Linked DNA regions of Mus musculus: region 1 is linked to region 2. Evidence: chromatin contacts called from public HiChIP or PLAC-seq data. All regions are on one chromosome and are shown on one strand. Each heading gives the region's core, a stretch centred on a gene start, on an enhancer-like site or on the middle of the called end of the contact. The rest is flanking DNA. Distances are from core to core; before and after follow the strand shown. Region 1 overlaps Phactr1 (phosphatase and actin regulator 1). Region 2 overlaps Phactr1 (phosphatase and actin regulator 1).

What was found. HiChIP or PLAC-seq counts read pairs in DNA pulled down with a chosen protein or histone mark.
Region 1: an H3K27ac HiChIP or PLAC-seq map of trophoblast stem cells shows a contact between it and region 2, with 5 times the contacts expected there. The contact joins two enhancer-like sites. A contact is called at or near these places in 2 of 484 Hi-C or Micro-C datasets (olfactory sensory neurons and uterus) and 1 of 115 datasets of contacts at active chromatin or transcription factors (trophoblast stem cells).

Annotation. Positions count from the first base shown.
Region 1 is chr13:43,027,073-43,034,480 of GRCm38.p6, reverse strand. The region is part of intron 4 of Phactr1 (phosphatase and actin regulator 1); the gene reads right to left. Among named protein-coding and RNA genes, the nearest start is that of Gm52053, 18 kb to the right of the region's middle. Within about 2 kb of position 1,875, at least 57 of the 459 cell types and tissues checked have an H3K27ac peak or open chromatin away from gene starts, as enhancers often do. A contact at or near this core is called in trophoblast stem cells, where this site is marked.
Region 2 is chr13:42,832,275-42,839,732 of GRCm38.p6, reverse strand. The region is part of intron 3 of Phactr1 (phosphatase and actin regulator 1); the gene reads right to left. Among named protein-coding and RNA genes, the nearest start is that of Phactr1, 160 kb to the right of the region's middle. Within about 2 kb of position 3,747, at least 17 of the 459 cell types and tissues checked have an H3K27ac peak or open chromatin away from gene starts, as enhancers often do. A contact at or near this core is called in trophoblast stem cells, where this site is marked.

The DNA.
Region 1 (7,408 bases), core at 626-3,125, 200 kb before region 2:
GAACAACTTCTTTGATCCTGCTAAGAGTATCAGAGTAGAGACCTGTTTAGATTTCTTTCTCTCCTCTAGGACAATCTTTATCTGTTGAAGGCCCTGTTCAACTGTCTTTAAATTGCACTCTGAAGGGAAGAAAGCCACTGAGAAGTGAAGAACCGTGTAGTAGTCATGCATACTCTTCTACCGCCATTCTCCAAAAGAGTCGACTCACAATTAAAATCTGTAGCTTTGATCCTTTTTGAATCGTCCAGCTCCAGGTAAAGGAAAATTTAAGCAAGAAATCTGTGAGTGACAGAACAGGGGTTTCAGTACCTTGAGCACACGTCAGCTTCCTGTCCAGCCTCAGGGATGCTAGGCAAAGGTAATATCGCCATAGCCACAGCTTAGGAAAACCCCCAAACAAAATAACCAATCAGGCATTGAGATGAAGCACATGTGTAATCCCGGCACTCAGGAGGCAGAGGCAGGAGTCTGAGGTCACCTTAGGCTACAGAGTGACACCTGGCCTTAAAAGCTTGGAATGCAGCTCAGGGGTGTGCTAATCAGTACAAAGCCCAGGGTTGAATCTCCAGCATGGCAAATAAGAGAGAAAGGAAGAAAGAGAAATGTGAGCATATGGGTATATGGTTGGTTTTTAGATAGCATGGTATGATGAACACATTTAATAGCCATTCAAGTCCAAAGGCATTCTGTTCAAACACCAAATAACCTATCTCTCACTAAATCAGGTGTCCAAGAGTGGCAGGTACAAAGAGCCAAAGATTTTTTGCCAAGAGCCCAAGTATTGCTAGGTAGAGAGAGTTTCGATTCCTTGATTAGCCAAAGAAAGCCTGACCGAATCATTCATTTTGCATGTTAAAAGATACCTTGACTTGTGGACTCAGGCCAAGTGATCTCCAGAATGAACATGCCTAGTGTGGGACATGCTTCTGTTACAGGTGGATCATGAGACAACACAGGTTCAGGTGTTGACAGCTGGCTTCTCGCACAACCGATCATGCTAAGGGCATGCGATGGAATGTGTAGGGGGTGGAACCTAGTTGGAGGGAAGGACGTGGGTGTTTGGGGACGTGTACCTTTGAAGGGGACATTGGGATGTCAACACCCCCTCTTTGGGTTTGTTTTCTAACCACCATGATTAAAAACAGCCTTGGGCTCTGACACATTGCCTGTGATAAAGGGACGCTCAGCCACAGCCCTGACTGGGCCAAGGAACCTTGGACTTTCCCTGATTCTCAGTTGATTTTCTCATGCATTCTGTCTCAGTGACAGAAAGCTAAATCTATGTAAAAATTCCCATATAGGAAATGATGGGTAAGCGTTCTTGTCATATGATAAGGTACGGGTTGTGGTTGCTGCTCTCTCAGTGTGGTCTTACAGCCCTTGCCATGGTTTTATAATAGCAACTGTAGCAGAATCCCCCCCATACATGGGCTCAGGGATCCAACAATCCACTGTGGTGGTTTGAATCAGAATGTTCTTCACGCGCTCATATATTTGAATTCTTAGTTAGCAGGGAGTGGAACTGTCTGAAAGGATTAGAAGGATTAGAAGGCATGGCCTTCTTGTTGGAGTAAGTGTGTCACTGTGGGAAGGCTTTGGGGTTTCAAAAGCCCACAGTAGGCCCAGGCTCTCTTTTTGCCTGCTGCCTGCAGATCAGGTTGTAAAGCTCTCAGCCACTTCTCCAGTGTGATGTGTGCCACCATGTTACCTGCCCTGATGATAATGGACGAACCCTCTCAAGCTGTAAGCAAGCCTCCAAATAAATGCTTTCTCTCTGGTGTTTCTTCCTAGCAGTAGATCAGTGACTAAGACACATGTCCTCTTACTCTCTTCCTGTGTCTTTGGAAAAAGTCACATGGTGTCATGACAGCGCTATGACTCAGCCAGCTGCAGGGATTTTCCATCAGGCCTGAATTGTCCTCATGCACTGAGGAACTGTTTAGATTCTTGCCCTAAATACCAGACAAACTAGCCTTGAGCAGGGATTCCTTAAACCGGAGGCTGCAGACACACCCAGGCAGAATAACCTTCCTCTCTCTCTTCCTTTGTGAAGAGACATTCATGTACTGTGGATGGTCCTCTAATACATACATGGGATTGATTGTTTAGGGTTCAATATTTCTTTCTTTGAAATCTGAACTAGACCTGTGCCTGGATGGCCCGTCTCTAGTGGGAACTTCCCTGCAGCTGTTATTAGGTGGGAAGGTGCCAGAGATGTATGAACAAAGCTCACTGCCAAGGTGGTGACCCAACCACTGTACTTGCCTTATTTCTTCTTCTTTGTATCATCATCATCATCATCATTTAGAAGTAGTTGTCATCATAGCTTCTTGGGTCAATTCTTCATGGCCCACAAGGCCAGAGATTTTTTTTTTCTCTGTTGTTTGTGGTGAGATTTAACTCATCTTCTTCTATACAGTCTAAAGTGTACTTTGCAGAGCAGTGTTGCCCACAGATACCCAACAGATGAATGCAAGCTCAAACATCCACTACTCAACAGTTGCAAGCGCAAAGACAAAAGAATCGGAGCAAGATGGTGCCTGTACTAAACACGTACAGACCTTTTCTCTCTCCATTTTCTTATTCTTTGACAGTTTCATTCATGCACATAATACATGCCAGTTCTATTTGCCTCCCATTTCTCTCTCTTCCAGTCCCTTAGTTACTGAAACTCTTCTTTCCAGCAAGCCCTCCACCCCTTCTTTTCAAGACATATCTCCTTTTCTGACCTGGCCACCATCACGCATAGCATTTCTGTTGCAGTTGGTATTGTGCGTCATCTAGCAGGAGAGTCAGGGGCACAGAAAGAAACCTACATGACCTGTGAAAGTATTCCATTGGATGTAAGAGACTAGATTTTGGCATCGTTGGGTCCTAGAACTATGTCTCAAAGGTTCTAAGAGATGATTACACAGGAGTGGGACAAGGTCTTCCTTCATGCCTGAGCTGGCAGATCCTCACAGTGACAGTGACCAAGCGCCTGTCTCCATGTATGCCTGTGGCTCTAACGGAAGCCTAAGTCAGTAGAGCTCTTTGCTGCACCAAGTGGTCTAGGCCGGATATTCACCAATGCATCCAGCACTGAGACTTTCTCCAGTACACGAAAGTGAACTCAAGTAACCCAATACCACAGTGCACTGGTCCATTAACAATTCTGGTTTGGCCATAACTGATAAATGATGCCACTAACAGGTCTGTTTTTCTCTTTCTCCAGGAAAAGGTCCTCTCAGTCAGGTCCCACACATGCATATAAGGAAAGGGAGTGAACATTGATGTGTTTTATAAAGCCAAGGGTATTGCTGGGCAGTGGTGGCACACGTCTTTAATCGCAGCACTTAGGAGGCAGAGGCAGGTGGATTTCTGAGTTCAAGACAAACCTGGTCTACAGAGTGAGTTCTAGGACAGCCAGGGCTACACAGAGAAACCCTGTCTTGAAAAACAAAATGGGAAGAGGTTCCTCAGTTGGCCTATGCTGAGGCATCCACTGCCCCCTCCTTTCTCCTCTGCAAGGTACCAGCCATACCATGGGTGTAGTATAGAATAGAGTTTATTTGGGGATATGGGAAAGGGAGTTGAGAAGGGAGTAGAGGCAGAGAAGGAGAGAGAGAGAGAGAGAGAGAGAGAGAGGAAGAAGAAGAAGAAGAAGAAGAAGAAGAAGAGGAGGAGGAGGAGGAGGAGGAGGAGGAGGAGGAGGAGGAGGAAGACAGAGGAGACAGAAGAGGGAGGAGGAAGAAGAGGAGGAGGAGGAAGAGAGGAAAGGTGAGGCTGGCCAGGAATACATAGAGAGAGGGAGGGAAAGGAAAAGGAGGGAGAAAGGGGTTAGGGAGAGAAAAGGGGCAAAGGGGCAGAGAGTCAGAGAGAGCCCAAGAGGTCAAACAGTCCCTTTTTTAGCAAGCCAGGCTTACCTGGCTGTTGCTAGGTAACTGCTGGGTGGAGTGTAGAAAGAATGCCACCAGGCACAGCAAAGTTGTAAGCTATGTGGTTGAGAATATGTTATTCACAGATTTTAAGTATATCCACAGGAGGAATGAACCAGCTGGAAAAGCATTTGGGAGCTAACTAGGCAAATGCAGTTCTAGGAGGATACTGGAGCACATCGGGAGTTATTCTTAGCTTTGCTACATAAGAAAATGGCCCTTATAGACATAGGACACATTTCTTACTTTTTTAGAGATGCACAATGAGAGGTGTGTCATTTACATTTAAATGCTGCAGAAGGGGACTGGGGAGGTGGCCTAGCGCTTGCTGAGCAGGTATGAAGACTTGGGCTCAAATTGCCAGCATCCATGATGAGCACTTGTGACCTCAGAGCTGTGGTGAGCGGAGCCAGGAGGGTTGCTGAGGCTTTCTGGAAGTCACTTAATCAGGTCAGTGAGGCACTCAGGCACAGGGAATAAGGTGGAGAGTAGAGTACTTCATGTCTCCTCTGGCCTCCACATTGAAAAAAATCAACTGAGAGGAGATAGCTCCACAAGGAATGATCTGGTGAGGGCCTGAGGGATGGTCACACCACAGTTTGCTTTTCCTGCTGTCTGTCTTTAAGCTAATTAGCACAGGGAGCTAGCTCCTCATCAGATTCTAAGATTAGTCAGATGCATCATCATCACCATCATTATTATCACCATCATCATCACCACCATCCATCCATCCATCCATCCATCCATCCATCCATCCATCAATCAATCCATCAATCCATCATCATCATCAATCATTATCACAATCAACCAATCAATCATTATCATCATCGTCACCATCAATTCTCCTCCTCCTCCTCCTCTTCCTCTTTCTTCCACACTGGCTGCCTAGTACAGGAGCACCGTATAACACGATGTTTCTCTTTTATTTTTTGACATTCTGGTGCATATACACATACTGTGATCACACTCACAGAGCCAAGTTCACAGAAACAAGCTTGCCAGCTTTGCTCTTTACCTTTTCAGAGTCTCTGGTTCTGATCCCCTCTGCTGCAGTGTGGTCTGGAATACAAGGTTAGCACGGGAAGGGTGCTTTTCAATTTTTTATTTCTCTGACTCTTTAAAGAGAGAGAAGGATAGCGGCATCTGTTTGCTTGCTTTTGTCTCTTTTTTGATGCTGGGGATGGGATCAAGGGCTTTGTGCATACTCAGCATGGGCCCTACTGCTGAGCTACACCTTCAAGATGACCAGGTGGGATCCATTCTTATCTACTGCCAGAACTAAAGGAGGCTAGTAATTATGAATCACAGTTTCTAGTTTCAGCATCACAACTATACATAGCTATGCTATACTTCTATTCGGACAGATATTTTGCCTAAAGAGAAATGTTTCTATGACTTTCTAGACTTTGCTCCACAATGACCACACTAATACAATGTGTTAGGAGCTAAGGGCTCTGGGCTTCCATCTTTATGTTATTTTCACAATAATTCCAAGAGGTCGGTATCACCATTTCCACCTGAGAGACGAGAGTGGTGTTCGGTAGTCTGTCCGAGGTATAAAGTTGGACTTGAACTCAGGTTGTGTGAGCCCAGTGTACAACAAATATGCAAGGAGTCCTTCCTGCCCTAAGCCTTTACAGGGTGGGAAGACGCCATAGTTTGTCAAGGCTTTCTGCAAGTGAGCACGCTTGTATTGACAGTCTCTAACCTAGCAAGATCATTTATTCTTCTGTCTTAAAACAGAAGGCAGTGGTGTAGTGTACTTGTCTACTTGGAATGTCATAATGAAATACACTGCTTAGCTTCAACAACAGAAAGTTATTTTCTCAGCTGTGTGGAATCCAGATGCCTCTCAGATCATAAGGAAACCAAACCTAGACTGGAGCCCACCCTTAGGATCTCATTAAACTTTAATACATCATGTGTGGCCACACTATGGGTTAGAGACCCGCCATAAAGACGAGGTGACACAGGCAGTCCCTTGAGAACGATGGCCACTTCCTAACAGCAGGCGATTGCTTCTGAGTGGCACTTCACACTTGAAGACCAACATGATTAGCACATATTGGCGACCAATCTGAAACTATGAAGGTGGGTTGAGGACACCTCATCCAAAATGCTGCAGCCCATAAGTGCTCAAGACTTTGGGGATGGAGTTTAAAATACATACACACAGTGAGCTATTGGGGCTGGGGCTCAGTTCTACTATACAATTCCATTGTCTCATTTCCAGTGTGCATACACAGCTCGAAGGTAATTTCTTTTTTTTTTTTTTCTGTTTCAATAATTTTATTTACAAAATCAAGTACCAAGCAGGGCTCAGCCAATGAAGAGTGTCTAGTTAATCCATAATCCGTAAGTGATTTATTTTACCTGCTGTGATCGAAGGTAATTTCAAGCTGTATTTTTAGTGTACCTCTATTCTGACTGTAACTTATCCTTTGCGGTCAGGTATGGAATTTTTTACTTGCTGTAGAACGTTGGCGCATCAAAGTTTAGAATTTGGCAATGTTTCTGATTTTGGGCTTTCAGGTTGAAGGTGCTTAACTTGCAGTTTATTTTAGTAAAAAGTCTAACTATCCAGAGGAAATACATCCCCCTCTTCTCTCTACAAACACACACACACACACACATACATGCACACACACATGCACACACACACACACACACACACACACACACACACACACACACACACACACACAAGCTGCCCATATTTAGGAAGGCAAACACCTGCTCTGGCATTTCCCAGTGGCCCTGTGGGTGGTGAGAACTCCTCATTGTGCTGTTGATTCTGAGCTACACTGACTTTCAATGCCACAGCATGGTGGGAATGCTCCCTTAGAGAGAAGGCGAGAGACTGTTTTGAAAAACTTAATCAACAGAGAATCAACCTTTCATCCTTTGTTGTGTTGCAGAAGTAAGTCTAACTCCCCTTGGGTGGCTCTATATGTGGACATAGGCCCACCACTTTCTTCCACCCTGTACAGGTCCCTACGGTTTTAACCCCACCGCAGCCTCATGGTTCTCCCTGCCATTCAACCCAGTCCTTCAATTGCTAGCCTTTGCTATTCTTCATCTCTTGAATTTCTGCACACAAGTTAGGCTGAGCTTGTGGATTCCCCTACCCCATCCCGGGAGGGTTGATATTTTTACAGTGATATTGAGCCTTCTAGCCCAAGAATATGGTGCATCCCTTCATGTATTTATGCTATTATAAATGGTAGTTTATTAATTATTTTCCAATATGTGTTGCAGGTAAATAGTGATGCAAATTATTAGATCGCTGTACCTCAGTGTGAGCGGAGGTTGTTGCTGGGACTCCCAGATTTCACACCATCATGAAAATGGTGAGGTGCTTGCATATCTTAGGTGGATAATAATAAATAATTATTATTTATGGGATAACTAATCTCAGATTGTTGATATCTAACACTGTGTAGAGAGGTATTTACTATTTAGGAAACAATGAGGAGAAAGATAACCTGTGT
Region 2 (7,458 bases), core at 2,498-4,997:
ATAAATTTGTCACCCAGCTTAGGTACTCTTGCCACCATTCAGTCATACATCATTCCACAAATGCATTGAATATGAGTAGATTCTCTGTACCAGGCACTGTACCACGTGTGGGCATAAATAGTTGCAGAAAAAAGCAGTCTCTTCCTCTGCTGTAGAAACACACGACAAGATGCTCCATGGAAACAAGAATTTAAAATCTTCAGTATTGAGAACTAAGAGCAGAGAGAAAGAACTGGGTGTCTGGAGAGGTTTCAGGGAAAGTTGACAAGTAAGATAGAACTTAGGGATCAGTAGGAGGTTCTAGAAAGAAAAAAGCAAGAGAGGGAGGTGTCACACAAGAGCTGGAGGAATCCAGGGCTTCAAATATGAGATTCAGTCAAGTGAGAAATAATTGTGTGTGCATGGGTGGGCATCATGTATGTGTGTGTGTACACATGTGTGCATAGAGGCCAGAGGGCGACTTCACACTTAACTCCTCATGTGCTAGTCACTTGATTTTTGAGACACTTTTATTAGCCTAGAACTCACCAAGAAGGCTAAGGCTGATGACCAGCAAGCCCCAGGGAGCCTCCTATTTCCTCAACTCTGCCCTGTGCTGGAATTACAAGCATGAATGGCCACACCTGCTCTATTGTTGGGCATGAAGCTTGGGTCCTTGTACTTAAAGGGCAGGTGCCTCACTGACTGGGCATCTCTGTAGTCCTGAGAACTGAGTTTGGTCTCCCTCCTGCCCCCCGCCACCTCCCCCAGCACTGGCAGTAAACCTGGGCCCTTGCATAGGCTAGGCCAACACTCTTCAACTGTGTTATATTCTATTAGCCCAATTTGGTGAGAAGTGAAAAATGAGAGAACACCCTGAGGCCAAGGCGAGGGGCTTGGCAAAGAGAAGTCACAGGGGCGATTTTGTTATGTTTGTTTGTGTTTTGTTTTAGCCTCTTTTAGTGTAACAGAAAAGAGAGCGTTTTTTTTTTTTTGTAGACGGTCCTTCGAAATCTCCCCCCCCCCCCAACCCCCGATCACTTTCTCCTGGTAATATTGTGAATTGCCAGTTGGACACAGTAGGTCTTAAAGCAAAAGGATTTTGTCAGAATCGAACAGTAGCTTGAAGAACAGTGTGGAGGGAGAAGGTGGGGAGAAGAGTGGATTCCGTTCTACAGATCTAAGCCATTAGAAGGATTCAGTAATCAAACGTGGCAAATGGAGCAGATGTTCAGTTTGGGAAACGGAATCATTGGTGAATGCTACACTGATCAGTGCCACACTTACCCCCTCAGGGCCTGCTCTGAGAGGAGGACACTAAGTGGTCCTCCTCTACTAGGCCAGTAAAGATCACTAAAGGGACAGTCCTGGAAGAGGCCAGCTGCACTTCCTGGTTTGGTAGATGTATCTTGTCTTCCGCTGTGGCAGCATCTTTACATGTAGGGACATCCAGAAACTCCCTGACCCAGCCACACACCCTCAGTGTGAAGTCACCCGGGGCCCCTTACTGCTCTGGCTCAGATGGGAACCCTATTGCTGCATCTGTCCCTGTGCAAACGCAGGCTTTGTGCTCCTGTCCTATCTCAGACTTTCCCTGGACTTCCTTGGTTCCAGAGTCAGTTCCTGAGGCTCAATGTCCTCGGGGCAGCCTCAACAATGCAGGGAGCTGCTCCTGTATCCAGGTGGGCTGAATCCCTTTCTTTTCCAGTGAGGTCTGGACGTGCTTGCCCTGGAAATCCAACTTCTCAAACTTCCAGTCACGTCCTTCAGTACCCCTCCCCTCGCTCCGATAAGCCGGTGAGGAAACCCGACCGGTGAGGAACCCCGACCGTGTGTGATGAGGAAGACAGAGACTGGCGGCGGTGTTGCCATAACTCTCTAGTTCATTCACTGAGTCTGGAACTTGTGTTTTTTTCAGCTAGCCTGGCTGCCAGCGAGCACCAGTGATCATCCTGCCTTTCCCCTGGCCCCCATTTCCTCTTTATCTTCCCAGATACTTTCCTTTTGTAGCTTGATAATAACATTGAGAAGTCATGTGTGGCATAAAGATGTCTTGACCAACAATGGACATGTTCAACAGCTGCCCTATCAGATTACAAAAGAGACGAGCCTTTTGAAGGTGGTGGGGTTAATAAGGACACTAGGACAGAATGTCCATAAATGAATCCTGCTAGAGATGCATGAAGAAGGGCCACACATGCGTATCTAGGCACCTACACTCCTGCAGTGATGTGAGGTAGCCATGAGAAATCTTGCCAGTGCTGAGCCAAGGCCAGTACCATGCCTTCAAAATTCTGATTAAAAGAAAAGAACCCCTTGTCTTTATAAAATTAGCCTGCCTGGGGACTTTCCCCATAGTAATGAAAGCCTCACTAGTACATTGAGGAATCTTAAAATGCCTCAGACCACTTAGCCATTCAGGGGAACCAGGTTGCCTGACTTCCAAATTTACTAGGAAGAATGGGTTGTTTTCTGAAACACCTTCGAAAGCATCATGGCATAAACATGTCACCTCTGCGTGCCCTTCCAGATTTAACTGTGACGTGTCACTAACTGATACTTGGTACATAACTACTTTGTCTCCAGTGCAAGCCACACCCCGCAGGTCCGCTGCTCAGTTCTGGTTTCTCCGGCTTGTGAAAATCACGCAACTCTCTCAGGAGTGTATGCCCCGAGATCCCCTCTAGCTTCAAGAGGGGCTGGGATACAGGTGAAGAAGGGCTTAGATGTTCTGGGGCTCAGGTTTTATTGGGATACTAGACAAACCAATCCCCTGGCCCTAAATTCACTTAGATTAGGTCACTGGGGACTCTGGAGTCAGCTGAGGGCCTTGAATGACTTAAGAACTGTCTCCTGCACTCAGGCTTCTTCTGGGGAGATGTAGTCTCCTGTGGAAGCTGTTTACAATGATCAATCCTACTCAGTTCACAACAGCTCAGGGCCTAACTGCTTCATGATGCTTTAGGTTTTCAGCAAGGGGGTCGTGGGACTTTGAGTGCTCAAGTTTACATTAGTTTTGACATTTTAAATGCGCGTGGGACACAGTGAGAGCTGACAGCCAATTTGCCAGGCAACCTGGCTTCCCAGACTACACAGCTAGCTGATGCATCTCTGGACCCTGTGCCATCATCCTTGGGCCTCTTCTCACACAGTGCTGTCTAATTTCTACCTGTTGTTCACTTGCATACATTGGGGTCTTCTCGGTAGGAAACTTGATGTCTAATCTGTTTTGCTAAACTATGCTTCTTGGGGGATAGGGGAACTTGGATGAAGCTTTTTCAAGTAAGATGCCTCTCTCCTGCATCATGTATCTGTGCTGGTGTGAACTGTCAGTTTCTTAGATACAGGAGACTAAAACAAGCCATTTCTTACAGTAGCGTGCTTCCTGTAGAAGGAGGTGTCTGGGATGGGTTCCCATGGGTAACATTCTGTGCACTTGGCATTGTCTTCCTTACCTAGCGCCTATCCTGCTTTTACAGATAGGCCCAGCGGAGTAGACCTTTGCAAGACCAAGCAGGGCATTCTCTCTGAGCAACTCTGTGTATTGACAGACAGAAAAAAATCAGCCAACAACCGGAGCCCTCTGCTTAGTGTTGGAAACAGGGTCCTCTGGAAGCAAGCTGTGGTCAGCTGAAGCCACCATGGAAATACAAGGTCATCAAATGTCCCTTTCTCTTCTGTGGAGCCTTTCCCTCCTCTGTCTGCTGCTTTCATGGAGTTAATTAACAGTGTATTCAGGCAAGACTTTAACAGCCGATGACTGAGAAGGTTTACAGCCTCAAATCACAATGAGGTGATTTTGTGAAGCTCTTTGGAAAGGAGACACAGACAGACAGTAATAAAGGTGTCTGGGTTGAGCCTCCTGAAAAGCATGCTGATTTTTTTTCTTTTTTTTTTTTAAAGCTGAGATGCTGGTAGACATTTTGGCTTGCTGTTAAGACAAACAAACAAACAATTGTTTGGCTGTTTTACAGACTCAGGATCTTGCCTTTGAATTAAACAAACAAGCCTTGTGTTATCTCCCAGACAAACTTCCACATTATTATTTAATGTATATTGCCCTCTAGCAGATTGGCTTGATATTGCAAGCATTGTATTCAAAGATAGTGTTTCCTTGCCAGGGCCTGGGCAAGTTTATGGGCAAGTTTACTGAAAGGCTAGACTGTCTCGCTAGCTATCACAGCTTAGATGTAGGATTGCCCAAAGGCTTGTGTACTGGAAGATGTAGGTCCTCAGGTGGTACCTTTGGGAGGGGGTGAACGTTTAAGGAGTGGGGTCTAAGAGGAGGTCTTTAGGTCACTGGAATGTAGCCTTGAATGGGGTAGTAGGATCCTGACCCCTCCTTACTCTCGTTTGCTCCATCATGAGCTCCTCCCACAATGGACTACCCCCATGGCCTAAAGCAACAGGACCAAGAGATCATAGGCTTGAACTTTCCAAGCAGAGCCACAATGCCCCTCTTCTCTATCAGTGGTTATCAGGTATTTGCTCTATTGACAGAGAGCTGAAGAGCATCCCAACCGAAGAGAAACACTGTTTAAGAGACAGGACCTTTTCATTTGGAGCAACTTTTCTAGAACAAGACGCAATGACATATATATATATATCCTGGTTTGACAGCTTTTGCTCTGAACACAAAGCACTGGACCATGATGTCTGCAGAGACCCGAACAGAAATAAAAGGTGAGAACAGGCTCACCGAGAGCTTGGACATCAAATACAGCTAGCTACAATACCCACACTGGCATTCGGTCTGCATAGCATGGGGGAGAAGGCAGTCAAAGGCAAGAAGCTTGCGCGTCAGTTAGGACCCTGAGCACATTCGATGCTTGACTCCACTGGGAGTGAGTGTTAAGGATTTGCTTACAGATCACTAGGTTGTGACTGAATACTTGTGCGAACCACACCTCCCTCATTTCCACCCCTTGCCTCTTTCTATCCAAACAGAATTTCCAAGCCAAGTAGATATTTTATGTGGCTGTACTGGCTGGTTTTGTGTGTCAACTTGACACAGGCTGGAGTTATCACAGAGAAAGGAGTTTCAGTTGAGGAAATGTCTCCATGAGATCCAGTTGTGGGCATTTTCTCATTTAGTGATCAAGGGTGGGGGGGCATTGTGGGTGGTGCCATCCCTGGGCTGGCAGTCTTGAGTTCTATAAGAAAGCAAGCTGAGTAAGCCAGGGGAAGCAAGCCAGTAAGAAACACCTCTCCATGGCCTTTGCATCAGCTCCTGCTTCCTGACCTGCTTGAGTTCCAGTCCTGACTTCCTTTGGTGATGAACAGCAGCATGGAAGTATAAGCCCAATAAACCCTTTCCTCCCCAACTTGCTTCTTGGTCATGTTGTTTGTGCAGGAATAGAAACCCTGACTAAGACAGTTGCCTTGCAAGCCCCCTTTATCTCCCTCTGAGATGCCAGCTGCTCGTAGTACCACAGACAGAGGTAAAAATCTCCTGCCTTCCCTGAGCTCAGGTTGTTTGAGGGGTTCTCAGCCCTTGGTTAGGGAACTGCTATAGTGTAGTAGAGTCGAACTGAGCTGGCTCAGGTCTGAACCTTCATTTTCTCACTTTCTAAGTGGAGATGTACCTGACTTCATGACCATCAGGAGGATCAGGGCCTGGCCTGCTCATACCTGGCCAATGAGTATCTCGTAGCAGTGGTCATCACAATTATACATGCAGGTCACCAGGAGAGACATTGAAAATGTGTGTTTGTTTATTTCTGTTTATTGCTTACAGATGTGCAGAGATGACCCCTCTAACCCTAGATGCTTAGATTTTATTAAAGAGTTAACCTAGGAAGCTCTTCGGGGAACATCTGCTCCTCTTTGGCTGGCCCAGGCTTCCTATGGGGGTCCTACTAAGGCTGACCATGGATCTAATCGGTGCAGCACTGAAGAGTGGATCGGGCCTGTAAAGGAGCCGTGCCAAGCTCAGACCCATGAGGGAAATCAGATGTCTGATAGTAGCCGTTGAACATTAAGTACAACAAAATTGCCCTCATAGGGGAATTACTAAATGTCTGATGTCATTCAAGAAAGCTTTATAACAGAGTCTCATGTTTATGATTTGGATATTTGCAGACAATTGCTTAACATTTGGAAAGGTATGCTCATGATTTGTAAAAAATTAATCTCTCTCTCTCTCTCTCTCTCTCTCTCTCTCTCTCTCTCTCCATCAACTACCTACCTACCTATGTACCTTTTTTCAACAGGGTTCTTCTGTGCAGACCTGGTAGTTCTGGAACTGACTATGTAGACCATGCTGACCTTGAACTCTTAGAGATCCATTCTCTTCTGCCTCCTGAGTGCTAGGATTAGAGGCATACATTACTACATCAAGCTATTTTTCACTTAAATTTTTTTTATTGTTTTATGTGTATGCATGTTTTGCCTCCATGTAGGTCTGTGGACCACATATATGAAATGCCCAATTAGGTCAGTGGGGAGTGTTGCATCAGCTGGGACAGGAGTGGCAGACAACCGTGAGCCACCAGTGTGGGTGCTGGGATTGGAACACGGTTCCTCTAGAAGAACAGACAATGCTCTTAACCCAGGAGCCACTTCTCTAGCTTTTGCGCCCATGATCCTTGATGATGGAATTCTCACGAGATTTTTCCATCTCACAAGCTCGAGACTAAAGATGGTGTCAAGGTTGTTGTTGCTGTTTTAGTTTTTCAATTAGCGGTCTGGATTTCCTCAAATGTTTACTCGAGCCTTTGGTTTATGTTGAAAGTTAGCCAGATAGTTTGAATAATAGGAATTCAAAAGCCAAGTTTCCACCTACATCACTACAGTTAAGAAAGAGTTGTCACGCCGGGCGGTGGTGGCACATGCCTTTAATCCCAGCACTTGGGGGCAGAGGCCAGCCTGGTCTACAAAGTGAGTTCCAGGTCAGCCAGGGTTATACAGAGAAACCCTGTCTCAAAAAAAACAAAACCGAAAACCCAACCCCCCCCCCCAAAAAAAAGAGTCGTCACTATTCATAACCCCACAGTGCGCATCAGTTTGTGTTGCCTTCTTGCTCTTTTTTTTTTTTTCCTTTTTCGTGACAGGGTTTCCCTGTGTAGCCCTGGCTGTCTTGGAACTCACTCTGTAGACAAGGCTGGCCTTGAACTCAGAAATCTGCCTGCCTCTGCCTCCCGAGTGCTGGGATTAAAGGCGTGCACCACCACCGCTCCGTGCCTTCTTGTTCTTATGGCAGCGGTGTGGACTGGAAACAGGATTATCACGAATCTGAGATGCTGGACCACTCTTGTAGCATCTTGACCATCTTCCCTCTCTTAATAAACTCCAGTTGTATTGGATGAGCTAAACCTCAAGTTGTCTTTTTATGCTATACAACCTCACAAGGAAGGGTTCTATCATGTAAATAAGGTCCGCAGGACATCTGGCTCACTAAATTACTTGTGGGGTACTTACTTCCTCCAAAATGACTACGGTTACTTGTGAAGCCAAGCGCCTGACAGGGCATTTTGAATA